Regions from separate parts of the Rattus norvegicus genome. Here region 1 is linked to region 2. The links are chromatin contacts, called in public Hi-C maps. All regions are on one chromosome and are shown on one strand. The core of a region is the stretch at or near the end of the contact, and the rest is flanking DNA. Distances in the headings are between cores, read along the strand shown.

Evidence for each region. A called contact is a pair of places that touch in the nucleus more often than the background predicts.
Region 1: a Hi-C map of liver shows a contact between it and region 2, with 4 times the contacts expected there. The contact joins the enhancer-like site here to the promoter of Larp1b in region 2. A contact is called at or near these places in 4 of 12 Hi-C or Micro-C datasets (hepatocytes, kidney and liver).

Annotation. Positions count from the first base shown.
Region 1 is chr2:125,901,484-125,905,308 of GRCr8, forward strand. It overlaps a transcript of Larp1bl not described here. Among named protein-coding and RNA genes, the nearest start is that of Larp1bl, 33 kb to the right of the region's middle. Within about 2 kb of position 1,663, at least 1 of the 93 cell types and tissues checked has an H3K27ac peak or open chromatin away from gene starts, as enhancers often do. A contact at or near this core is called in liver, where this site is marked.
Region 2 is chr2:125,861,848-125,865,638 of GRCr8, forward strand. Larp1b (La ribonucleoprotein 1B) reads left to right here and starts at 2,150. Exons shown (of 10, transcript NM_001415051.1): 1 at 2,150-2,986. The coding sequence starts at 2,458.

The DNA.
Region 1 (3,825 bases), core at 413-2,912, 39 kb after region 2:
TAGTCACTGAGCCAGCTCTACAGATCCAAGATTTTTATCCTTTATTTTTAACATAACTTAAGAATGCTTTGACTTGGTTTTTTCATTTATTACTATTTTTCCTTTCCCTAAGTGACTAGTTTAAATTTGAATATTTCTATTTTTGTAATGTTTTAAGATTTTCCAAACGTTGACATAATGTGATTATTCATAAGGCTCTTAAGGCACATTACAGGCTTCAGCATGTTAGAGTGAATTGTAAATGGGCCAGAGGAAACTACTTTACATTTTTGATTATTGGGCCAGAGGAAACTACTTTACATTTTTGATTGTTGACCGATACACAACTTACTATAAAATGATGTTACTTTAGCTGAATAACTATTTAATACAAGTAAAAGTTGGGAAGCAAGTAAAATTGTGGGCTTATGTGGATGTGAGTAATTTGTCCTGTGATGGGTGCAGGGGTTCTATAGGGTGCTTATTTTTATAGAATGGGGAAAGTGGGCAAAGGATGGGTCAGATCTACCATTTTTTAGAATAAGTGCTGCTTGGATTCTCAGAAGGTAAGCTCTCTAAGGAAAGGTAATCAAAAATACATGGCTGAACTGTGGGAAGAATTTTAAAGGATTATAAACCAGGTTCTGTCCTGGAGACTAGAGGTACAGAGAGGAAGCTGGGATTTCAAAGACTGCATTTGTCCAGGTCAACAAACACTTTTTTTTTTGTAAGTGGGAGGGTGTTCTGTGTCTGGAGGATGCCAGAAGTACAGCTGATGACCCACAGGCCTCTGAGGGCCTCCATGCTCTAAAGTATAGCTAAGTCCAAGGGTAATAGTTCTGATTTAACAAACCTTTCTTTTCTTCTTTTTTTTTTTTTATTAACTTGAGTATTTCTTATATACATTTCGAGTGTTATTCCCTTTCCCGGTTTCCGGGCAAACATCCCCTTCCCCTTCCTTATGGATGTTCCCCTCCCAACCCTCCCCCCATTGCCGCCCTCCCCCCCACAGTCTAGTTCACTGGGGGTTCAGTCTTAGCAGGACCCAGGGCTTCCCCTTCCACTGGTGCTCTTACTAGGATATTCATTGCTACCTATGAGGTCAGAGTCCAGGGTCAGTCCATGTATAGTCTTTAGGTAGTGGCTTAGTCCCTGTAAGCTCTGGTTGCTTGGCATTTAACAAACCTTTCTTAATAAGCAGGGCAAAACCCTTAATCCCAGCCAAACAGGCAGTTCTCTTGTGTGTTCAAGGACAGCCAAGGCTACAGGAAACCTTGTTTTGAAAAAAACAAAAGGAAGGAAAAAAGAAAATAGATCTTTTTATTTCTTTATTCTAGTATTAAAGATACAAGTCAGGGCTTCAAGTATACTAGGCAAGTGCTCTACCAGTGAACTACATTCCACCCCTGACACAGTTAGACACAGTATATTTAAATGCTGTCAGAAAAGCACCACACTCCAAAGTGTGTATTCCAAAGGCTAAGCTCCCTTGGGGAAAAAAAAAATCAGGTCATTTCTGATCTCTTACAGCCTTCCTGGGTAGTTGTGAGGGACTGTATTATTTGTGGATATTGGTTTGTGGTTCTTACCGGTATTAGTAAATTGTAGACTGTTTTGTGGCTGTGAATACAGCCTTCTGACCCTTAGGCCATTTTCATGAATGTCAGGTACAGCCCACACTCTTGACTGAACGAAAGTTTCCACAGATCTGGACTTCTGTCCTACACCTTGGCAGAAAACAGACATGCTGACTCTGGATCTCAGCCATTGCAAAAACAAGAAGTATTTTATTTTTCTCTTAGAGATACAATCAGTTTCCCTTTTTTACGGATGAGATTATATTTTATCCTTCTACCCCTGCTCTGACTACATGAGGACACAAGTTTCATGTTTTTAAATAAAGGAAGGGAAAGGTGCTTTGCGGTTGGTTTCCAATGCTTCCCTTTGATTGCTGCCCACTGTCCATTCTTGGTTTTGTGCTTTCCATTTGAAAGCTTTCTAGGATTGTGGTGAGAGTAGAGTCTTCTGTCTTCTTTGCTAGAACACTGGCTGGTGCTGGTTCTTGGGTATCATCACTATAATAATCACATGTACTTTGTGCTATCTAGAAACTCAAAGTTTCTGACCTAATTTTATTCATTGTTAAGTGAACTTTATATATACATTATGGAGCATAAGCATATGGTTAGGTTATTTTCAAATAATAATCTTTTAAAAATATTTATATGAGGGGAGGTGCATGGGTATGGAGATCAGAAAATAATCTGAGGAAGGAAGTCAATTCGCTACTGTATGGGTCCTGAGGATTGAACTCAAATCATCAGACTTGGAGACAAGTGACTTTAGCTGCCGAGCCTTCCTTTTAGCTCAACACAAAATTTATCATTCCTTACAAATTGAAAGGTTTTAGTCCAAGAGTTTAATTTAACATTATTAATACTTTGGTGTTGGATCGTTTAGCCCCTCCCCTATATACACTATATATATATATATATATATATATATATATATATATTTAAAAATATACATATATATATTTAAAAATATATTCAGTATTATTATTTCTTTGTTTATTATGTGTATGGGTTCATTGCCTGCCTGCCTTTATGTGTGTGCATGCCACATGTTTGCAGTGTCTGTAGAGGCCAGAAAAGGTTATTGTAACCCTGGAACTGGTTGGTTTGAGCTAAGTGGGTGCTGGGTGTCAAACTTAGGTTCCCTGGAAGAGGACCTAGGCTAGGGAGATGGCTCAGTGGCTTGCCTCATGATCATTAGAACTTAAATTTGGATCTTCAGCACCATGTAAAGAGTTAGACATGGTGTTGTGTACCTGTAACCCTTGTTTTGGAGAGATGGAAATTGGAGGATCAGTATAATCAGAACCTAACCTCCAGGTTTAATGAGACTGGAAAAAATCAAGAGCAGGGGCTGGAGCAGTGGCTCGACAGTAAAGCACCGGGTACACTTCCAGAGACCCTGAATTCACCCACACAGTGGCTCACAATCAGTTCCATGGGATACGATGCCCTCTTCAGACCTCTATAGGCACTGCCCATATGTAGTGCAAACATATAAAGGCAGGAAAAACACCCATACACATAAAAAAATAAAGAGGAGCAACTGAAGAATCTTTGAATTCAAGAACTAGTAATAATGAAGTAGAGAACAATTGCTGACCAAGACATGCACAAATACACAAACATATTATACAACATTTTGCATTTTTTTTTTCTTTTTCTTTTTTTCGGAGCTGGGGACTGAACCCAGGGCCTTGCTTTTGCTAGGCAAGCGCTCTACCACTGAGCTAAATCCCCAACCCCAACATTTTGCATTTTATAAAGTATTCACACACAGTTTTCCTAGGGCAATGCCTGGCACACATTGTCAACTAACTGATTATAAATCTACATGGCTAAGAATTCTGAAAGAAAGGGATTACTTTTTTCTAGGCATATGGAGCTCAAAAGTAAAGTGGGATCAGAGAGTGGCATGTGACAGCAAAGCAGAAGTGTTGGTGTGCTCCGTGCTCCGATTTAGGCTAGGCTAGATGTTAGACACTGCCAGAAGGATCTTTAGAGCCAGAGCTTGGGCATGTAGAATCAACTATAGCTGTTTTACATGAGCACAAGGACAGCTTAGCATTAGAGCAGATTTAACATGAAAACAGCACCACAGGAGATGAGGATGGCAGAGGATTTGACGTGTGGGTGCCAGGCACACAGTGGGCACACACATTGAAGCTTAGCCATGGAGAGCTTGCTAACTTTAAACCTAAAAGGTTTTATTTTTCTTGTCTTTCTGAATGCACCAGAAGTAATTTCCATGTCTAGGCCTTGCCTCCTGTGG
Region 2 (3,791 bases), core at 900-3,399:
AGGAATAGTTCTCAATGATGACCTTGAACAATGCAACTTCATCAAACCTGAAGCATGTTTGGCCAATATCACCTCAGATCAAATTTCAGTGCTAAAAAAGAAAGAGCTTGCTAGGCTTACCAAATTGTACTGTGTTAATACCCATCGCTGGGGAGAAATATTGGGAACATGGTTAAGCTGTAATCAAGTGCTATTTCCACAAATTAAGACTGGTTAACAAACTGGGAGTGATGCTCACCTCCTCTAATCCGAAGGGAGGTGGAGTCAGGGTCAGGGTTAAATCTCAAACCCTGCAGCAATTGGCTGAGGTGCTTATTTAACATATCAAAGGGGACCTGGCAGCTGTGTTCTTCCTGCAACCCTCAGTCCGTACCAGTAGGGCCCTCCTGGCTGCCCTAACCCTCCACCTCCTACACTGAACTTCCCAGCCCAGGCAACTGGGTTGCTCTTCCCTATATAATGCAACCAATTTGGTTGCAGGTCCCTTTTGTACGTTTGGCCTTCGGGCTTCTGCAGTTTGTCCCTTTTTCTCCCCTCTTCCACCCGCTCCCCTACTCCCTGCATGCCCCAGCTCAGTCTCAATCTGGTCCTGTCAACTCTAGACTCCACCGTATCTGGGAGCAGTTATGCCCTTCCCTCTGTATTCCTTTTTTCACTCAGTCAATTATTCAAAGCTAAGGGGCTGGAGAGATGGCTTTAAGATTAAGAGCGCTTGCCACTTGGTCTCCCCAGTACGGTGCTGGGCAGCTCACAACAGCCTGTATCTCCAGCTAAGGGTGATCCAATTCCTCCGGTAATCTGGGGCACCTGCACAATTGTACACACAAATGCACACACGTACTCACATTCCTGTAATTAAAAATAGAATAATTCATGCTGGGTGAGGCAGTGCACTTCTTTAATCACAGCATTTGGGAGGCAGAGGCAGGCAGATCTAAAAAAAGACATCTAGACGGAGAGACTGAATGTACAAAGCCTACTGGGTGTGGTCCTTAAGCTTTAATACCAGCCCTAGGAACTCTAAAAGAATTCTTTAAAAAAAGTTCAAGACTGCCTGGTGCCTAGTACTCACGCCTGTAGTCATCCCAACATTTAAAAGGCTGAGGCAGGTGCATTCCTTTGAGTTCAGAACCAGACTGGTCTAAGTCGATGGCTTCCAGGGCAGCCTGGACTATAGTAGTACGCTGTCTCAAAAGCAAGGGGAAAAGAAAGCTCACGGCCAACCTCGAGATCGAGGTCAACTTGTGCTACCGAACATCTAGTTTGAAAACATCAAAAGTCATTGAAAAAGTGAAAAATGAAAAAGGTGGCGAAATGTTAAGTGTTTGCTTTACTCAAGAGAACTCAAGCATTTCGTTGTCTGTGGGTTAGAATCAGGACGGACAAGTAAGTGCACTTGTCACTTAATGTCACTTAATGTCGCGGCTGAGTCTTCACCTGAACTTGGCTGCGGATCAGGAGTGCCTACGGAGTCCACAGCGTTAGCGGAAAACTTTTCCCGGGTCCTAAGGACCCACCCTCCTGAAGAACCTGAAGCGCAATATGGGCTTTCTAATCCTCCCGGTTCCGGAGGAGAGTCCTCCTTGTCCCTGGGTCACAGATGTCGGGTGCTCCCCAAGAGTGCAGGTTCAACCTCGCTGGCCGCTAGGGCGGGGCCCTCATCAAACCACGCCCGCCGCACTCGCGAAGACTCCTCAGGCCGCGGTCGCCCGCAGCGTTTAGGGATGCCAGTGAGTAGGCATGTCACTCTCCAGGGTGCCCGCCCCCTACCCTGCCTCGTCCTCTACCCGCCCCGCCCCTCACCCTGACTGGCCCTCGCCCTGGTCCTTGGGCACCTCGCCTACCGAACGCTGATTCTCTTGGCTGTCTTGCCTTTATCACGCCCCGCCCATTGGCCCGCCTCGCCCTCTGCGCGCCCCGCCTCTTGGACGCCTCCGCCTCCGCACGCCCAGCCCATCGGCCCGCCTCGGCCTATAAACGCCCCGCCTATTTGACCACCCCGCCCATTGGCCCTCCTCGCCCTCCGCACGCCCCGCCCAGTTGCCTTCCTCGCCCTCTGCACGCCCCGCCCCCGACTGCCTCGCCCTCTGCACGCCCCGCCCTCTGGGGCAGTTACCGGCTAAGGCCGCGCGCGCCTCCGCGGCTCGCCAGAGATCCTTCAGACTGGCTGGAGCGCCGCGTCGTCGCCCGCGCCCGCTGAGGGCTCGCGGCTCGGGCGCGCCCGGCGCGTGTGGCGAGCTCCAGCCGTGCGCTGCGACGAGGCCGGGCGGCGGGCGGTTAGCGCTCCGCTCGGCGGGCGGGGAGGACGGGCACGCCGGGCGCTGCACGCCTCGGCGGGCAGGTTCCGCGTCCCAGGACCGAAGCGGGTCGGTGCCCCCGTGTGGAGAGAGGGGCGGCCGGGCTCCCTGGACCCGGACGGCCCCAGGCTGGGCAGGAGGCTGGGGCCAGGGGCCGGCCATGTCCGCTCGCGCCCCGGTGCCCGCCGCTGCCCCCCGGGAGGACCCGCCCGCCGTGGCCGGAGACCGGGACGCGCTGTTGGCAGCGGCGAGCCGGCGGGCGGAGCAGCCGGCGCCCGGCGAGCGGGAGGGCAAAGAGGCGAGGGAGGAGCGGGCCGCGGCCGCCACCAGCGCGGGGGCGCGGGGAGAGCCGTCGCCGGCGCTCGTGCTGGGACACAGCGTGCCGCAAGCGGCCGTGCCCGTGAGGCCGCTGGCGCTGCACCTGGCGCACAAGGCGCGTGCGCCCGGGGGTCCCTTCGGCGGGGAGGCCCCGCCGCCGCCGCCGCCACCACCACCGCCGCCGCCACCGCCGCCGCCGCCAGCACCTCGGGACCCACCGGAGGACGTCCGTGAGGACCCAGCGGCAGCCGGCCTCGAGGACAAGCCGCCGCCGCTGCCAAAGGGGAACCCGTGGACCAAGAAGCTGCCTCAGCACCTGTCCCCGGTGGGCACCGGCGTGCCGCCGCCCGCTCAGGACTCCCCGGAGGCCGGTGAGTGCGATCCGCGGGAGGTGTTTGGTTCCTAGGTGTCATTCACTGTGCCGATTTACATAAATGGACATGTGGGAGAGGGAGCGACAGGAAGAGGTGGGACCTCAGGTTCTCCTTGACGGGTAGGGGCACGGCGTGGGTGACTGGGCAGCGCGGCCGTGTTGGGCTCGTGCCTTCACGTGTCGGCGTCCTGGACGCGGTGAATACTGTGGAAAAGTTTCCGCGAACTTGCCACAGAGTGGAAGCGAGTCGGGACGAGCCTGCGTGTGAGTAAGTGGAAGCGCGATCGGGCTCGCTCCTGAGGTAAAGTTGGTGAAACGAAAGTCTCAAAAAGCTGCCAGGTAGATGTGGCTCTGAAGGCAGCTGGTATTAGGTGTTTTTCGGTTGTGTTTCAGAATGCCTGAGATAGGACAGTTGACTGGGAGTCTGGATTGCACAGCTGGTCCCACGGTAGCCTGCCTGCGCGTTAGAAATTGGGCTGTGCCATTGCGCTCGAATGCTGACCAATGCAATACAGCCCTTGGGGCTTTATTTGGGTTGCAACAACTGCAGTTCAGAAAATAAAATTAATACTGGCTTGTATTTGGTGGCGCATGCCTATTGATGTAGAGGATTAGGCGTTCGAAGCCGGACTGAGCTTATTTATTTAGTAAAGTCTTTCAAAAAGAAAAAAAAATGTTAGAATGGAAATGCTGAGTAAAACTCTCCCATTTGTTTTTAAAATTAAACTGCACTAAAATAACTAGGCTTTTTCCTGTGGAAATTGCGACTGTTTTGTTGGCAAGTTTTCGCTGGTCTGGGGAGA